Linked DNA regions of Pan troglodytes: region 2 is linked to region 1. A link is a contact called in public HiChIP or PLAC-seq data. All regions are on one chromosome and are shown on one strand. Each heading gives the region's core, a stretch centred on a gene start, on an enhancer-like site or on the middle of the called end of the contact. The rest is flanking DNA. Distances are from core to core; before and after follow the strand shown.

What was found. HiChIP or PLAC-seq counts read pairs in DNA pulled down with a chosen protein or histone mark.
Region 2: a contact with region 1 is called in an H3K4me3 HiChIP or PLAC-seq map of stem cell-derived excitatory neurons, with 2.3 times the contacts expected there. The contact joins the promoter of CNIH2 here to the promoter of CFL1 in region 1. A contact is called at or near these places in 1 of 7 Hi-C or Micro-C datasets (stem cell-derived neural progenitor cells) and 1 of 1 datasets of contacts at active chromatin or transcription factors (stem cell-derived excitatory neurons).

What each region holds. Positions count from the first base shown.
Region 1 is chr9:68,184,428-68,188,351 of NHGRI_mPanTro3-v2.0_pri, reverse strand. CFL1 (cofilin 1) reads left to right here and starts at 1,841. Exons shown (of 4, transcript XM_054661407.2): 1 at 1,841-2,079. It overlaps MUS81 (MUS81 structure-specific endonuclease subunit), which reads right to left and starts at 2,595. Exons shown (of 18, transcript NM_001280496.1): 1 at 2,283-2,595; 2 at 1,735-1,842; 3 at 1,179-1,392; 4 at 965-1,094; 5 at 633-718; 6 at 23-121. The coding sequence starts at 1,313.
Region 2 is chr9:68,605,352-68,609,275 of NHGRI_mPanTro3-v2.0_pri, reverse strand. It overlaps CNIH2 (cornichon family AMPA receptor auxiliary protein 2), which reads right to left and starts at 1,680. Exons shown (of 6, transcript XM_063783117.1): 1 at 1,486-1,680. The coding sequence starts at 1,566. It overlaps RAB1B (RAB1B, member RAS oncogene family), which reads right to left. Exons shown (of 6, transcript XM_009423503.4): 6 at 2,531-3,924. The coding sequence ends at 3,780.

The DNA.
Region 1 (3,924 bases), core at 592-3,091:
CGCGGTGTAGCCCAGTGCTCACCAGGTGCTCCCGGTAGAGCACCAGCAGTATCACTCGGGCTCCTGAGTGCCGAGCTGGCCAGTAGCTGCCAGAGCCTCCCGCTTTGGGCTGGGCGGGAACCTGAAAGGTACAGAGGAGTTCTGAACATGAAAGCCAGCCAGTCATCTTTGAATAAGTCCCCAGCAGGCTTTGTGGCCCTGGGTAAGTCACTCAGTTGTCTCTCAGTTTCCTTCTCTGTAAAATGGGCCAGGTGATGGGATGATCCGCTGCAAATCTGGGATAAAACAGCAGGCAGTTTCGGGGCAGTGGGTGGGGGTGTCTGCCCAGCCTGGCCTCACTTCTACCATGCGCTGCAGGACAGGTGTAATTAGACAGGAAAACTTAATAATGGTGACCCCGTAACTAACTGAGCTGGGCTCCCTAAGTAGCTTGATCATGGAATTCTCTCATTGGCTGTTACCAATATTTCTATTCACAGGTTAAAATACTAAGTCGAAAAGAGGATAAGTCATTTGCTCAAGGCCAGGCATCACTGGTGAGATTTGGACTCAGGCTTGCCAAATCCCCCAAGCCAGAAAATCATACTCCCGCACTCCCACTTTGCCTTCCACTCCCCTTGCCCCTTCCTCACTGGCACGGAAGAGTCCTGGACTTCCGCAGGTCGCCCCTGCGGGGCTGGACTGTTCTCTCCAGATAGTGAGTCCGAGGCATGGTCACCTGCGGGAGAGAAAAGAGTTAACTCCACACTCCACGAATCCGGCAGCTGCGAGGATCTGGGATGCAACCTACTCAGATGGTTACGTGAGACCGGTGAGGGAGGCTCAGGGAGCGCCAGCCACTAGCCCTAGGCCGAACGGCAACTGGGACAGGAGTGGGGAGCTTTAAGCCAAGGGCTCCCAGGAGAGTACGGAGGCTCCACCTGGGGGAGGTAGGGGATCACCGACCCCTTTCCGAGGCGCTCACCGCCCGATGTTCGGTGCCGCTGCAGCCGCTCGTCCAGCATCCGGCAGAGCCCGTCTCCGAAGTGCTGTAGGATCTTAGCTTCCTTCCCGCTGCGCAGCGGCAGTGGGTACCGTCGGAGGGAACGCAGCGCCTGGCCGGGCAGGGGTAGGGTACCTGGTCAGGGCAGGCCTGACCTGGCCAGCAGCTTTTCCCATCGGGCCACGCCAGGACCCACCTTCTGAAACACGAAGCGCGTGCGGCGCCTGCTGCGGGTCGCCTCGTCCCGCCACTCGGTCAGCCAGCGAACGAAGAGCGGGTTGGGACTGGCAGGCAGCGGGCGCTTCCGGCCCAGGCGGACCGGGGCCGCCATGAGCCCGAGGGCGGGTCCTCCGGCGCTCCACGCCCGCGGGACTGGGACGCCGCCAGTTCTGGAGTCGGGATTGGAACACCTGGCCCAGGGCGGGGCGGGGGAAGAGGGAGACCGAGGGCAGGACCGTTGAGATCACGGGGCCCCAAACACAGGGGGCACTAACGAGAGGAGAGCCTGCGGCCGCCCTCCCACCCCTGCGCTGCTCTAAGTGGTTGGTCAGGGGCGCTGTCTCTAACGATCTTTTCCCTTGGCTCCACTCCAGCCAGCCTTTGAGACGCGCCCATTCCCAGCCCCCGGAGCCTGGACCGGCTCCTTCCTGTCAACCCAGATTCGAGAGCGGGGTCTTTGTGTAGGCGAGAGGAAGGCGGACAGCGCCCCCTGTGACGGGGAGGACTGGCTGGGCGGCGCTTAACGAACTAACCTGAGCTTGGCGGCTCTAAGGTCTCTTAAGATTGTCAGCTTCAGCCTCAAGCTTGAAGGAGGCTGGAGATGGAGACTGGTCTTGAAAAGAGTCCAGGAGAGGCGGGGGCTAGGAGACAAACGGGTGCAAACGTATTGGTGGGAGGGACACCCAGAAATGGGTGCCGGGGATGAGGACACAAAGGTAAGGCAGGAGGAGCTGCAGGACCCTTGGAGGAGATGGTGATCCTCATCCCCGGGATACAGGGCAAAGAGTGTGTGGTGGAGAGGAAGTCGGGGACGTGCCGAGAAGGCCCAAAATAGAACTCGGAATGTCGGGGGTCAGAGGCCTAGAGGAAGGAGGACTGTAAGTAAGAGGTGCTTGGGCATCCTGGCAGTTGGGGAGGCCTGAGATGGGCACGCGGTTGGGTTTGGGAGCGGAGGAGCAGGCTGCGGGTTAAGAAGCCCAGACACAGGTAGAGGGGAGAACACTTCGTCATTTTTGTGGCTAATCGGAAGTGGGAGACCCTCAGGGAGGTTGAAGATGGAAACCCTACAAAGGGCTTCAACCTGAGAAGCCTGAAGGACACGTATAGCTGAGTTGGACACAGGCGACCCGCCAGGGTTTGAAGCAGCACCCGGCCTCTAGCTGCTATGCCGGAAGTCTCAACACGCAGGTCTCCAGCCTGCGAGGAAGGGAGAGGTGGGCGCCAGAGCTCCAGTCCCGCCCCTCAGGACTGTGCCTAGCCCACGGCGCAGTAGCCCCAGCCAAGCTAAATTGGACCAATGGGCTCCGGCTCCCGCCTCCCGCCCGCCGCGGCCTTATAAGGAGCCTCAAGTCGGCTGTCGGGCTGGCCCCGCCCCCTCGAGTCTCTTGTCCTAATAAGGACATCTAGGGCATCCCGCGGCTGGGGGCGGGCGAGAGCGCGTCTCCAGGGTAACTGCGAAGCCCCCCCTCCCTCTCCCCGTTGCTCTTGGAAACTCTAAGGCTCAGAAAAGGGGGCGCTAGCCTCATATTCATGTAGGGTCGCTCGCGGGAGGCGGGGTCAAGCTGCTGTCTCCACCTGGAGCGCCGGGAGTCCGGGCGGGGGCGGTGCTGTGGAATGTCCCCGACTACAACCCCCGGTATGCTCTGCAAGGTACCCCACTCCCAGGCATCGCTCACCGTTTACACCCTTAATTCCGTTTATAGGATTAGGGCCCCCAGTTCCCTTTCTGGGTTTGCCTCTGACTTGTTTGCGACCCAGTCTTTTCCTGCAGAGTGTGAGGCTGTGGTCACTGTTCTAGGACAACAAAATCATCCCGGAGTCCCCCCCCTCGTTTCTTTTTTTTTAAGGCATATACTACCACAGAACTTGTCTCAGTTTTTCGGATGTTAGAATAACCATGTACCTGGCTATCAACTCGAGAGCTGGGTTCAAGTCTGGTTTAATATCTATTTCTTCCCATTGGCACGTAAAGGCATGTAAAGAAGCCTTGAATTGAATGCACAAACCCTCGTCTTTACCCTTTAACGCCTCATGACTTTGCCAAACATCTTTAAACAAGAACAAAGCTCTCAGAGATTTCCTTGTACCTTTCCCCTGTGCCTTTTCCTCCTATTCTTGTTTTACTGACGTTGGACATGGCCTTTTTTCAGGAGACGAGAGTGGCTTTACACATGCAGAGTACTAGTGTTTATCCGACTGACGACGCCTTCATACTTGTGATTTCCTTTGCTTTAGGTCGGGATTCCAGGCTAATCAATAGTTGCTTCGATTCAGAAATGCAAAACCCTAACCTCATTCAAAAATTTCAGGCCAAGGGATCCAGATAATACCATATGGGTCTTAAGAAAGCCGTTTTGCTGTGGGATAAAGAGCCGCTTAGTCGGGGATCGTTTTCGGGTCATTTTACTGAGCGCCGCCTCGCCGGGCTCAGAGCGGTTCCTGGGAAATTGGACCAATGGGCTCGCGCTGCGCGCTGCGGTGCCGCCCGGGACCTGGGCCTACATTTCCCTACATGCACTGCAGCTCGGGGCCGGCCGGCGGGAAGACTCCGTTACCCAGCGAGCGAGGCGGCGGCGCAGGGCCGGCGGACTCCATTTCCCGTCGGCTCGCGGTGGGAGCGCCGGAAGCCCGCCCCACCCCTCATTGTGCGGCTCCTACTAAACGGAAGGGGCCGGGAGAGGCCGCGTTCAGTCGGGTCCCGGCAGCGGCTGCAGCGCTCTCGT
Region 2 (3,924 bases), core at 431-2,930, 420 kb before region 1:
CCTTCTCCCAGGAGCTGGTCAGCTCTGCATTCCCTAGCCTGTGGCCCCCAGCTCCCTCCAGTCCTTAGAACCCTAGCCCTCCTGCCCCTACCCCACAGAAAGAAAAATAGAGTAACTCGGGGTGCGGGGGAGAGGGGGAAAGACAAAGCAACCAAGACCCAGAGAGAGAGCAGAGCCAGGCCAAGGAGTGACAGGGCTGGAGCTGGGGTGTGTGCTGAGGTGCCTTTGGGGGCTCACTCTTCACACAGTAGGGGTTCAGTCAGTCTATGGATTCCTGATGTCAAAGAGCAAGGTGGCAGGGGATGGCAAAGGGAGCGCAGGGGGAACCATAGAGCAGGCGGCAGGTCCCAGGAAGAGAAAGGAGAGAGGAAGTGGGGAGCCCGGGAAAGAAGCAGGTGAGGCACCGGGAGGAAGGAGGGAAGGGCTATGGGAAATGGGATTGAGGGAGGGATGAGAGGACCCCTGAAAGGGAATGACAATCAGGGAGGTGTGCGCGGGAGGTGTGAGCAGAGGATGCTGAGCTGAGCCAGCCAGGGCCGAGCTGGGCAGGCTGTTACAGAAACAGGCACGGGGTTTGGGTGGGGGTGGGGACGGAGGGCAGTAAAGTGGGGCCAGGGGCCCCCAACAACCAGCTGGAGGCTGATTGATAGTTCTGTAGTGAGGGGACGGGAGCCAGGCAGAGGAGGCCCTGGAGGAGAGGGGCGGGAGGGGAGGAGGAGGGAGCCTGGGGGAAGCAATGGGTCGGATGCAGGATGAGGAATGGACATTTTGAAGAATCAGGTGTGAGGCTAGGCCAGGGCGAGGGACAGACCAAGGGGTATGTGAGAGAGAAAGGGGAAGGGGGACAGGAAGAGGAGGGAAGCTGGAAAATGGAGAGGAAACCTGGGGGGCTGGGAAGCCCCCAACAGGAGGAGTAGGGAAACCCAAGGTGAGCCGGTGGTGGGGGCTAGGTCTCTGGGGGCTGATGAGAGCCAACTGCTGCTTGGTCAGGGAGGGGGCTGGGAAGGCAAAGGGTTAATGGACTCTGAGATCTGTGGGTCCTGTAAACAGATGCAGTTGCCATAGCAACCAGCTCCATCACTCTGGCTGGAAAAACCCACAAAGGGTGGGGGGCAGCAGACAGACAAACTGCCGGATGGACTAATGGAGGCGGCTGGATGGTGGTGGGGGGGGACATAGAAGATAAAGGAACAAAAATGCCAGAATTCCACCCCCCACCTCACGGGCTGCATGGGAGCAGAGGACGAGGGCAGAGGAGGGGGTCAGAGACCGACTGACATACACACAGACAGGCGGGGGCGGCGGAGGAAGGGGGGCCCCGGGAAGAAAGCCGACCACGGGGGGTGTTAATGGGGGCGAAGCCGACAAGCCGACGGCTGGGGGATAGCAAGTTTCCCCTGGGCTCTGAGACCACCCGCCCTGGGTCCCTCCAGCTCCGCGTGGCCCCTGCCCCCCACCCCGCCCCCAGCCCCAGCCCGGCCTTACGTGCCAGATGACAAAGAAGATGAGGGAGGCGCACAGCACCAGGGTGAGCATGTAGCAGAACGCGGCGAAGGTGAACGCCATGGCCCCCGCGCCGGGCGGCGGCCCGGGGGGCGCCAGCGCGGGGCCCGGGCGCAAGGGGACGCCCCCCGGCCCGCGCTTAGGGCCGGCCGGGCATGTCCCGTGGGGCTCGGGGGACGTGGGTGATGCGGCCGGGACCGGGACCGCGGGGCCGTGGGGGGCGCGGGGCGCGGGCCGGTGGGCTCGGGGGGCGCGTCCGTTGCCGGCTGCCCGGGCCCCGATCGCTCATCCTGCGATCCCTCGCCCGCGGCTCCCTCGCTCTCCAGCCCGCGAAGCCGGCGGGGCGGAGCCGGGGGCGGGGCCGCCGCGCGAGCGGCCTCGGGCGGGGCTGGGTCTCCGCGGGCCCCTCGTCTGCCCGCCCGGCTCGGGCGCCACCCCCAGCCCCGACAAGCCCGCGGCCGTTCACCCTCCGGACAGCGTAGACGCGGCCGCCCCCGGCACCCCGCACCCCTCGGCACTCCAGCCACCGGCACAGCCGCACTCGGCCCCCTCGGGCGGGCGCTCAGGGCAAAGGCTGAAGTGCGAGGCACTTGTCACTGTCGGAGACGGCAGAAGCACCTGGCTGGGACACACAATGACGCCAGGACAGGGGCTGAATGGGGGCAGTGGGGTTTTGGGGGGCGCTGGAGGAGGTTGGGCCAGGTGCAGTGGGGGCCCTCTCAGCGGCTGCGCGACCCCACACCTCTGCCGTGTGCCCCGCGGGAGTTGGCGGCGGCACGCCAGGTATGAGCTGATGGCCGCCTGCCTCTTTCCCTGACAGAACGGTGCTGGGCCCTTGGGGACAGACCACAGAAGCACAAGCAGCTTTCCTGGCCCCAGGAAACGGGGTCAAGGGCTTTTGCCAGCAGCCTTAGGTCACAGAAACCAAGCCAGGACCCCCGTGCACCCCACCTAGCCCAGGGTTCCAGTTCCATCCCCCCACCCCAAGGCTGGGCTTAGACCACAGACCACACTTGGCCACCACAACTTCCTTGCAAAAACCCTCAGCTCACCCGAGGGCCAATGGAAATTTATTAATTTTTTGTCCTTTTCCATCTTTCCCCAAGTGGCTTTTCCTTGCAAAATGCCTGACATGACACCAGAGGGGAACCTGGGAGCGGGGGGCACCCCAAGGGGGCAGCCCAGGGACTTAAATACAAGCTGGAGGGCAGGGCACAGGTGGGACAGGCAAGAGACAGCACGAGGGACATGGCTTCTCAGGGAGACCAAAGACTTGCTTTCTTGCAGGAAGCAGCTGTGCCAGAGGGCAGGGGACTAGGATCCTGGGTGCAGAGTGGGTGAGCAGAGAGGCCCCCAATCCTGGATGGAACCCACATTCCCCAGAGAAGTAGCGGCAGGGGATGAGGGCCGTCCCTGGTGGGCTCCAGAGACGGAGTGGGGAGTGAGCCAGATGTGCTACCTTGGGGAAAGGGAGGAGGTGCTAGCAGAGTGAGGGTTAAGGCTGGTGCCCAGCCTCTGGCACGGTGGGCCTTCCGCCTCTGCCTGACATGGGGACAAAGGGGCACGGTGGGCAGGCAGCACATGGGTCTGTCTCTGGCAGGGCAGAAGGCGGCAGGAGCAGACTCCCTCCAGGCTCAAGACACAGGCCCAGCACTACTACCCGCCCACCCGCCCTAGATATACTCAGATCCCACCGCAGCTGGACGGCTCGAGCTGGGAGTGTGGGAGGGGAGAGGAGGCAGTGGGGAGAGGAAAGGGTGGGCTGCTGGGCCCCTGTGGCCTCCATGCCTGTCCTGAGGTCCAGCCCAGGGCCCTGGATCCCAGGGCCTGGATCCCCTGGCCACATTCCTGGCCCTGGGCACTGACTGCAGCCAGGGCAGTAGAGGCCGGGGAGACCCTCAGTTCTTGGGCAGGACAGCAGGAAGAAGGAGAGAACCCAGTGCAGCATACATGGGGGTGGGAGGGAGACCGACAGAAGAGCCCTCGTTCCAAAGAAAGGTGTGTAGGGGGGCATCTTGGAAAGTCACCTAGAGGCAACAGCAGAGCAGGCCTCCGCCCTGCCTGGCCACAGGTCCTGAGTGTCCTCCGTTAGGGACCCTGACAGAACCGGGGCTCAGGGCAGCAGGCAGATGGGCCAGAGGGAGATGGGGAGCCCAGGACACCCCAAAGCCACAGACTCAAATGCCCCAGGAGAGGGAGAGGGAGGTACCTCCTGCCCCCTCCAGGGACATCATCTGGAGAAGGTGCCCCCTCCTGTCCCACTCCATGTGCCCCTCCTAGCAACAGCCACCGCCAGCTGGCTTTACAGGGGTGCTGTCGATCTTGAGATTGGGCCGCTCGCCCCCAGAGGCTGCTCCAGGCCCCATCCGCTTTTTGATTTCAGCAGCCATGGTCATGAACGCCTGCTCGACATTGGTGGCA